Regions from separate parts of the Mus musculus genome. Here region 1 is linked to region 2. A link is a contact called in public ChIA-PET data. All regions are on one chromosome and are shown on one strand. The core of a region is the stretch at or near the end of the contact, and the rest is flanking DNA. Distances in the headings are between cores, read along the strand shown. Region 1 overlaps Gm29933 (a long non-coding RNA gene). Region 2 has its middle 4.3 kb from the start of Gm29873.

What was found. ChIA-PET counts read pairs in DNA pulled down with a chosen protein or histone mark.
Region 1: an RNA polymerase II ChIA-PET map of memory CD8 T cells shows a contact between it and region 2, with 17 read pairs. The contact joins two enhancer-like sites. A contact is called at or near these places in 1 of 15 datasets of contacts at CTCF or cohesin (the NIH/3T3 cell line), 8 of 484 Hi-C or Micro-C datasets (B cells, LSK cells, Th2 cells and 5 more), 9 of 115 datasets of contacts at active chromatin or transcription factors (the 230-238 cell line, the HPC-7 cell line, bone marrow-derived macrophages and 3 more) and 4 of 9 other capture datasets (adipose tissue, embryonic stem cells, liver and 1 more).

What each region holds. Positions count from the first base shown.
Region 1 is chr11:95,803,343-95,808,000 of GRCm38.p6, reverse strand. Gm29933 (a long non-coding RNA gene) reads left to right here. Exons shown (of 5, transcript XR_880171.1): 3 at 178-265. Among named protein-coding and RNA genes, the nearest start is that of Gm29933, 2.9 kb to the left of the region's middle. Within about 2 kb of position 2,815, at least 91 of the 459 cell types and tissues checked have an H3K27ac peak or open chromatin away from gene starts, as enhancers often do. A contact at or near this core is called in memory CD8 T cells, where this site is marked.
Region 2 is chr11:95,689,039-95,694,114 of GRCm38.p6, reverse strand. No RefSeq gene overlaps it. Among named protein-coding and RNA genes, the nearest start is that of Gm29873, 4.3 kb to the right of the region's middle. Within about 2 kb of position 3,059, at least 16 of the 459 cell types and tissues checked have an H3K27ac peak or open chromatin away from gene starts, as enhancers often do. A contact at or near this core is called in memory CD8 T cells, where this site is marked.

The sequences.
Region 1 (4,658 bases), core at 1,566-4,065, 110 kb before region 2:
ATGGAGATGGCTCTCATCGGCTCATCTATTTGAGTGCTCAGTCAACCGCATAGTGGAACTGTTTGAAAGGATTAGAAGGATTAGGCGGTGTGGTCTTGTTGGAGGAAGTGTGTCACTAGGGGGTGGGCTTTGAGGTTTCATAAGCCCATGCCAGGACCAGAGTCTCTCTGCTTGCAGATCAGGATGATGGTGTCAGCCATTGCTCCAGCTCAAGCATGCCACTACACTTCTCACCATGATGACACTGGACTGAGCCTCTAAAACTGTAAGCCAGCCCCCAGTTAAATGCTTTCTTTTATAAGAGTCATTATGGTCATGCTGTCTCTTCACAGCAATAGAACAATGACTAAGGCCAGGTTTCAGCTGAGCTTTGATTGTTTCCTAGACTGGAGGCTTCAGAGGCAATGACTAAGCCCGGGGTAACCCTCATCCAGGCTGCGGATGGCTTTAGAGCCTTTCAGAGAGGTGGCCACACCAGGACAGTAGCAAGTTCCGAAGGGCTTCAAGTCTGGAACACAGTCTAAAGCACATTTTACCCAGTCCAGGCCTGTTTCCCCATTGTAAGCTGAGGGAATTGTGGGTCTTCATAGGATCCTCTGGGAGTCTGATGTCATGCATGCTTTAACTATTTAAGTACTTTGTTGTTTGTTTTGAGACAGGATCTCTTGTGGCCCAGGCTAGCTTCAAATTTATAATATAGTCAAGGATAACGTTGGACTCTCAGTCCTTCTGCCCGTACCTCAGAGTGCTGGCTGGGATTACAATGAATGGACCACTACACCTGGCTTATGCAGTGCTGGGGCTTGAACCAAAGGCTTTGTACCTACCAGGCAAGCACTGTATCAATTGAGCTATACCCTTAGCCAAGGTACTGGAGTCTTTGAAGGTGGTCTATCCGCAATGCAACTTATAAGGAAGAAAAATATTTTGGACTTACTGTTTACTGAGTATGGGTGTTGTGATGGTTTGTATATGCTTGGTCCAGGGAGTGGAACTATTAGGAGGTGTGGCCCTGTTGGAGTAGGTGTGTCACTGTAGGTATGGTCTTAAGACCCTCACCCTAGCTGCCTGAAAGTGAGTCTTCCACTAACAGCCTTTAGATGAACATGTAGAACTCTCAGCTCTGCCTGCACCATGCCTGCCTGGACTCTGCCGTGCTCCCACCTTGATGATCCTGGACTGAACCTCTGAACCTGTAAGCCAGCCCCAAATGAAATGTTTTTTCTAAGACTTGCCTTGGTCATGGTGTCTGTTCAGGGAGTAAAACCCTAACTAAGGCAGGTGTATTGTCTGCATGTACACCACATGTGTGTCTGGTGCCTATGGAGACCAGAAGAGGACATCAGATCCCCTCAAACTAGAGTTGCAGATGTTGTGAGCTACAATATGGGTGCTGGGAATCAAACCCAGGTCCTCTGGAAGAGGAGTCAGTGATCTTAACTGTGGAGCCATCTTCCTACCCGTGGAAGTTGAATATTCAAAGGGGCAATGATGCCAGTGCAGCTCACCTAGTTTCCCACACAGCATCTTTAAAGTGAGAATTAATGCCTTTGTGTATCCTTCTTAACATTTTTATTATTTCACTTATGTTTAGTGTGTGTGTATGTGTCTATGTGTACGCACATAGGCCATGGTGCACCGTTTCTAGAGGGAGCTGGTTCACTTCTTCTACTGTGTGGGTCCCAGGGAATTGAACTCACTTTGTCAAGGTTTGGCAGCAAGCACCTTCACCCGCTACACCATCTTGCCTCCCTCTTCCCTTGTTATTTTTTGGAGATATTTGGTTTTCATCAAAGAGGTAGTTTCAAGCAGAGTACACACCTGTTTTCATTCTTTTTGAGGGTTGGTTTGTTTTGTTGTTTGTTTTGTGGAGGTTTTTGTTTGTTTGTTTGCTGTTGTTTTGTTTTGTCTTTGCTTTCAAACTGCCTGTTAGCTGAGCTGCTGGGTTTCAGCTGAGCTTTGGTTGTCTCCTAGACTGGAGGCTTCAACAGGCAAGGACTGGGCCCTGGGTAACCCTCACCCAGGCTGCGGATGGCTTTAGAGCCTCCTGCCCTCCTGTGCCTATTTCTTAATGGCGTGCATGAGCCTCTCAACTTCCCCTAGGGATGTGCTGCAAGGAACCCTAGGGGCTGGAACTTGATGACTCATCTGGGGAACCAAGGGCAGGTTAAGGGCACAGAGCCCGGAAATGGGAGGGAGGGGACAGCAGGTCTGAAGCTTTGCGGACATTGGGTTCTGACAGCTGTTGCTGTCCTCTAATCCCCCAGCTTGGTATCTGCTGTGAGTTGGCAGCTGAGGGCAGAGACCACACCCTCTCTCTACCTGCTCCTCTGGAGCCCTGTGACACTCCCTTTCTGCAGGAGGCCTTCCTTCCCCCTCCCACTAGGTTCCCTATCAGCCCCATGGTGAGATGAGGCACTGTTTCAACCTGGCACCTGACACTGTCCTGTGAGATTTACCCTTGTGCCTTTCTAACTGCCTGCAGCCCAGTAACAGACAGCAGGAATGCCAAGGTCCATGAGACCAAGCTCCTGGACCCTGTGAGTGCTCTGGAGGAGTCTCTGAGGGCTGTTAAGGGGAGTCACTCATGTTATTCATGAGCTGATGCCCAGGGTGAACCACCTGTATCTGGTTCTATCCTGGACACCAGGGAGCTCCTTTCCAAAGGGAAGTGCTTGGGGAGTGTGCAGATACCATACGATCACAGATACTGTGGGAAACATGAAGCAACCAAAGGCACAGGTGACCTTTACCTATCCGGAAGTAGAGGAACCTACCCTGACAGGATGCTGAGCACAGGGCGGGAAGTGGGTGCAACCTTGCAGACGTGAAGGGAAGTGGCTTTCTGCAAAGGGAAGTGCAAGGACTCAGGCAGGAACCCCAGGGGTGTTCGAGAGCCATGGGAACCCAGCCTGGATTGCAGGGAGCCATGGGGACACTGGATGGATGGAGTTGTCACTTAGAGGAAAGCAGAGTTGATGGATGATGGACAGAAAGTTTGGGTGTGAGATCATTGTGAACTCTGGCTCTTGCCTCTCAAACCAGTTGCACGTGTTGAGCTGGGGGCTAGGGCTCAGACTCCAATCTGTGGCCCAAAGGGGCTGAGGCATATCTTCTCTGCTCCTCATTTTGCCCAGCTTCTCTTCTCTCCTGTCGGAGCATATGGAGAGAACTTCTGTCTCTCTTTGACCATGTTCTCATACCTGCCAAAGGCCATTGGTCCCTTCTTTGTAGCTCTTCTCTCTCCAGCTAAACTGAAAACAGGAAGGGAGGCTGCATATGGAGCCCTTATTCTCCTGGATCATTTGTCACCTCTGAGCTGACTGCCTCGTCTGCTAACCTAGGCCTAGGCCTGGAAGCTTCGAGCTCTGTACAAGTTTACCTAGGCAAAAAAAAAAATGCTCTCGGCCTCTGAGAATTGCTGTTGAGTAAGCTCGCCCTTCTTGTTCTTTCTTGATTCTAGCTGGCTGGTTCAACTCAGCTCTTCTGGCTCAAACTCCTCTCCAAGCTGACTCAATCTGGCACTTCTCTTTGCCTCTGAATTGCTCTGCTTGGCTTCGAACTAACTCTAGCAATCTTTTTTTTTTCTAATCTACTGGCTCCTTCCCATTCTCTTGCTTGTCTGTCTTCACCTGTGTCTAACTTGTTCTCTCTTCAATCTGTCTCTGTAAAACTCTCCTGGTAAATCTGTCTCTGCCTCCCTCTCTGCTGCTCTACTCTCCCTCTCAACTCCACTGTGCTGTCTCCACAAGCGCTACTGTATTCCTGGGCTATACTCTCTTCTCCTGTGCTGTCTCTCTCTTAAGTAGCTTCCCTTTCCTTGTGAGAGTTGGACATGTCAAATCTTTCTCTGATTCATCTCTTTGTCTGCCACTCAATTAGACATCACTTTCAAACATGGTTGCTTCCCTTTACAAACTAACTTTACCTTCATTATTTGGGATTATAGGTATCTACTAAGGGCATGTCTGTATTTTACAGCCAGAGGGATTAATGGTGTATGCTAAAGTCTGAGCCACACCCTAACTAGAAACAGGTTCAAACATCCTGTAACAGGAGGAACTACTTTTAAACTTCTTCTTGACAAAGAGTAGGGGAAGGGAGTTGCTGTAAGGATCCTTGTCCACCCTGGTCACTGCAACAGAGGGGACTCTGCATGCTTTATTTCACAAGTGTGTTACCAGGTCAACTCCATTTGGAAGAGGGGTTTGTTAATAAGGACCCACACACAGGCACACACATGGGGTCTGTACAACACTGGTTGTCTTAGGGTTTTAATTGCTATGAAGAGACGCCATGGCAATACTTACAAAGGAAGACATTTACTTGGGGCTGGTTTACAGTTGAGAGGTTTAGTCCATTATCACTGTGTTGGGAAGCATAGTGGCATGAAGGAAGACATGGTGCTGGAGAGGTAGCTCAGAGGTCTACATCCATATTAGAAAGCAGTGGGAGGAGAGGAACAATGGGCCTGGCTTGAGCTTCTGAAACATCAAGGCCCACTCCTTGTGACACAACAAGGCCCCACCTCCGATAACACCAGCCCCTGGGAGTCTATGGTAGCCATTTTTATTCAAACAACCACACTGGTCAGGTTCAGAGTGCCTGTAACTTGGGTTCTAGAACAAACAGGAGTTTGCGCAGGCTTGGTTTCAGTC
Region 2 (5,076 bases), core at 1,810-4,309:
CTCAGACTTTGTAGTGCTCCCTTTTTCTCTGGGTAGCGAGAGGAGAGTCCAGGCGTGCATCTCCACGCGTAGCTTGCCATTTGTTGAGTGCGAGCATTTCCTGAATTTCCATGATCTTTATCTGCAATGTCTGGGCAAGATCGTCTTAAGTCGTTTTTTCTATTTTGTAAAAATAATTGATTTAGCTCAAGCCCAATCATAATGCATATGTCATTTAGGATGCAGTGTAAACTATGGTGCTTTATCATCTTTCTGACTACAAATTAAAGAGCAAGGGAGCCTTGTTGACCCCCCCCCCCCCCCGGATGCCTCCCATCTCCTCTTCCTGAGGAAGCTTTATCTACCATACAAAGCCAGTGACAATATCCAACTATACAATAAAATCATAGTAGGGGCTCAGTGGTAGGGTTATGAGTTATACAACTAATCTTTAAAACTAGAGGCTATTGAGCCGGGTGGTGGTGGCGCATGCCTTTAATCCCAGCACTCGGGAGGCAGAGGCAGGCGGATTTCTGAGTTCGAGGCCAGTCTGGTCTACAAAGTGAGTTCTAGGACAGCTAGGGCTACACAGAGAAACCCTGTCTCGAGAAAAAAAAAAAATAGCAGCTGAGCATGGAGACATGAAGCATGCCTTTAATCCCAGTACTCAAGAAGCAGAGGCAGGTAGATCTCTGTAAATTCAAGGCCAGCCTTGTCTAAATGGTGAGTTCCAAGACAGCCAGGGCTATGTGGAGAGAGACCCTGTCTCAGATAAATTAATTAAGTTTGAAGACAGCCAGGGCTATTTAGAAAGACCCTGTCTTAAACAAATGAACGAAAGTAACTATTGCTCAACTGAAGGGAGCAGTCTGCCAGCTCACCTGACTTCTGCTGTTACATCTATCACTTCCGCCCTTGGCATGCCCCCCACCTACCCTGGGCACCTGGTCATCTCAGCCTCCTGAGATGTACTATTCTATACAAAGATTCTTTGTAACCCTTTCTCTCACTTTATAAAACCCCTGACTCCACTCAAGGACACTACTACATGTCCAGGCAAGGGACCACACATCGAAATGTCTTCTCTCTCCTTGTCATCTTTCCAGTCACTCTGCCTGCCAAGAGCTTTCTTTTTGTCTCTTGCCTGGCCATATCAGGGGCCGTTTGACCTGCTGGCCTCCCTGCCACAAGCCTTTCCCCCTCTCAATTACGCTCCGCAGCTCTACCAATGAAATCTGTTCAGCACGCAGATCCCTTCCTTTCACCTCATGCCTGAACTATAAGGTGCTGTTGTCTTTGTCAGACCTCAAGCTTGTTAGTGTGTTAAGGGAGGGGACTCTGTCTTTGAGCTACCTCCTAGCTGCTAAAGTGCAAACTTGTTGTTGTTTTATTTTGTCTTTCGAGACAGGGTTTCTCTGTGTAGTCCTGGTTTTCCTGGAACTGGTTCTGTAGAGCAGGCTGGCCTCAAACTCACAGACATCCATCTGCCTCTACCTCCCAAGTGTTGACATTAAAGGTATATTCCACCATGTGTGGTTATATTTGATTTTTTTTTTTTTTTTAAGGATAGAGTCTTGGTATGGTGCTCAGGCTGCTCCAGAAATCATGATCCTCCTGCCTCAGTCTCCCAAATGCTGCGATCCACAGAAGCAAACTCCTAACAAAGTGCCCTGAGCCTGTTCCTGTTGACTCTCCCTCTTGCTCCTGCCGCTCCAGAGACGTCATCTGGTGTGTACACTCCCTTTTACTTAGCTGTGTTCCCTCCGCTTCCTTCTTGCCAGGACTCCCTCCAGCTAGCCTGGCTCCCCTACCCACACTATGGACAAAGGGTTTAGCTGGAGGTTGGCACAAACATACTCTCCTCTCACTAAAAGATGACTGCGTAGATGTCTGTATCTGCCACTGGGCATTAGTTTCTGAACACTTGGGGCTGTGCTGTATCACAGGTCATCTATACTGGCTAATTTTGTATCAACTTGACACAGCTGGAGTTATCACAGAGAAAGGAGCTTCAGTTGGGGAAATGCCTCCATGAGATCCAACTGTAAGGCATTTTCTCAATTAGTGATCAAGCGGGGAGGTCCCCTTGTGGGTGGTGCCATCTCTGGGCTGGTAGTCTTGGGTTCTATAAGAGAGCAGGCTGAGCAAGCCAGGGGAAGCAAGCCAGTAAAGAACATCCCTCCATGGCCTCTGCATCAGCTCCTGCTTCCTGACCTGCTTGAGTTCCAGTCCTGACTTCCTTTGATGATGAACAGTAATATGGAAGTGTAAGCTGAATAAACCCTTTCCTCCCCAACTTGCTTCTTGGTCATGATGTTTGTGCAGGAATAGAAACCCTGACTAAGACATCATCTTCTTTGTTGCTCCCTCCTGGCCAGGTGGAGAGCAGGTTTCCTGTGAAAGGCCACCCATGGGCGTTGGTTAAGAGCATCTCTCCCTTGTACATCACCATCACACCTTCCATAGACAGCTTTAAGAAGCAACTTGTAGGGACCAGTAACTTTGATTGGCTTACTCAATCCGCTCCGAGATGCTACCAGGCCACCACCTACAGCCATCTGCTTTCCACATATAAGGAAACAGACCCAGGCAGGTCACTGCAGCTAGGATGGGAAGAGCCAGGACTCCTGCACTCAGAGCCTCGATCCACATCTCTGCGGCACAGAGCTGTGGCACTAAGCTCTCTGATTCACTGTTCTTCCTTCTCCCAAAGAGTGGGTGAGGTTCCAGGCCAGCTAAACACCCTTCCCAACCTCTCCAAGGTGAAAGGTCTGCTGGTTCAGTGACTCTTCCCAGAGACAAGCGTGACGAGGTTTCCTCCAAGCCTCTGAGTCCCACCAACCTGAAGGTGTCTGCTTGTCGGTCTCAAACCTGGGTCGAGACTTTTCATGGGGATTCGAATCCTGGTCTCAGTGAACACAAACCATTTCTCTGCGAGGACCTGCCTGAATGGCCTGCCCACTAAGGATATCCAAAGAGCATGCCTCAGAATCTCTACCCGCTTCACTCTCAGCCTTTAATACCACCTTCTTCTTTGGGGCTTTTGCTCTAGACTGCCTCCCCACACTTCCTTCCTCCCTGTGCCTATTTCTCTTTACAACAAGCCGGGTATTTTTAACCTGAGGTTTCCATTTATCTTGCCTTGTCTGTCTAATGGGGTCTGGGCTGAGTGTGGGGTGCTGGCACGCTGACAGTGTCTGGACAGAGCTTTTTTATTTTTTTTAGACTTATTTATTTTATATATGTGAATACTCTGTAGCTGTCTTCAGACACCAGAAGAGAGCATCAGATCCCATTACAGATGGTGGTTGTGAGCCACCATGTGGTTGCTGTGATTTGAACTCAGGCCCTCTTAACCACTGAGCCATCTCTCCAGCCTGGGACAGAGCTTTTGTACATGGCTATGAGGCAAAGCTTTGGAAACCTCGTAGGGTACCAAAGTGCAAACTTGTTGTTGGCAAGACTGTATGTGCAGCGAAGTAAAAGACCAAGGAACACGTTGAACCTCATGGGCATATGCATCCTTGGGACAGTCACCAGGATGTCTTTGTCCACTCTCCTGATCTTCATTATGAGAGCGGTACCCTTGAGGACTTAGCAGAGCAATTGCCTCCAGGACCCCTCCACCCCACCTCCTCCTTTTATTCTCTAGTGCTGGGGAATTGAGCCTACCTACGGCCTTGAGCTCAAGGTCCTGCACCAAGCTACACACCTAGATCCTGCCACCATTTTTTAGTGACCTAGCTCCGTGAACACCATGTTCCCTCTGCATACATCTGCTTCCATATTGTCCTATCCCAGCCCCATCCTGGCATGCTGGTCATTTTCTACTGCAGTCTGTCCTCCATCCCCATCTGCATGGGGTCCTTACCCTTCCCCACCTGGTCCCCACCCTGCCACACTGGTCCCCACTTTTCCACACCTGGTCCCCACCCTTCCACACCTGGTCCCCACCCTTCCACACCTGGTCCCTACCCTGCCACACCTGGTCCCCACTCTTCCACACTTCATCCTCAACCTTCCACACCTGGTCCTCATCCTTCCACACCTGGTCCTCATCCTTCCACACCTGGTCCTCACCCTGCCACACCTGGTCCCCACTCTTCCACGCCTGTCTCTCTTCTCTGCACCCAGGTGCTTAATAAAGAAACTTTTATTCAAAGTCCAAACAACCACAAAGAAAAGATGACTGGGTATTTAGAGTTTTGTAGTATGTGTGTCTCTGTGTGTGTGCTTGCGTTCTTCTCTTTCTGCATACAGTTTTCTTAAAAACCAAAACAATAACAACTAAACAGGTTGGTAGCAAAGAGGTTTTTCCTTCTCCTCCTCCTCCTCCTCCTCCTCCTCCTCCTCCTCCTCCTCCTCCTCCCCCACTTCTTTTTTTAGTAAATGGCAATGACTCAGCCCACATCTAATGTTCTCCCAAGTAGCTGATAGTCATAAAGATTGCCCGGGGCTTGAAGGTATCCTACTTTATACTCTGAGTCACACTAAGAAGGATTAGATCGATGTTTAACATTGTGTTTATGTCTGACAGTGGCTTTTTACATTTTATTGATTTATTTATTTTATGTGTATGGCTGTTTTGTGTGTGTGTGCCTGTGTTTGCGCACTGCATGCATGTATGCCCACAGAGGACAGAAGGAAAGTGTTGGATCCCCTAGGACTGGAGTTACAGAGGGTTCTTATCCAACACGTGGGCACGGGGAATGGAACCAGAGTTCCCCAGAAGAGCAGCAAGAGCTTTCAACTGGAAGCCATCTCTCAGCCCCTCTGGCAGTATTTGTAATAACCTGAGTTCCTTTTGAATGTACCCTGTCTCTCTGTCTGACGCCTTAGGGACTGTTCAGTTAGGCAGCCTCTCTCCCACGTGCACCAGTGGCATGCAGGACTTGTTGACTGCACCAAATATATCTGTAGTCCTCATCTCCAGCCTCCACCCTGGCCACACCACAGTTTCACACTCTTGGAACTGTCCCCACCACTCCCTCTGCGTCAGCCGCCCCACGGTCTCATGCAGCAGTGCTTTCCTGCCGCATCGGGAGCCAGTTCTGCTTGGTGCCCCCTTTTGAGACTGCTTGTATAGTCTGTGAGCAT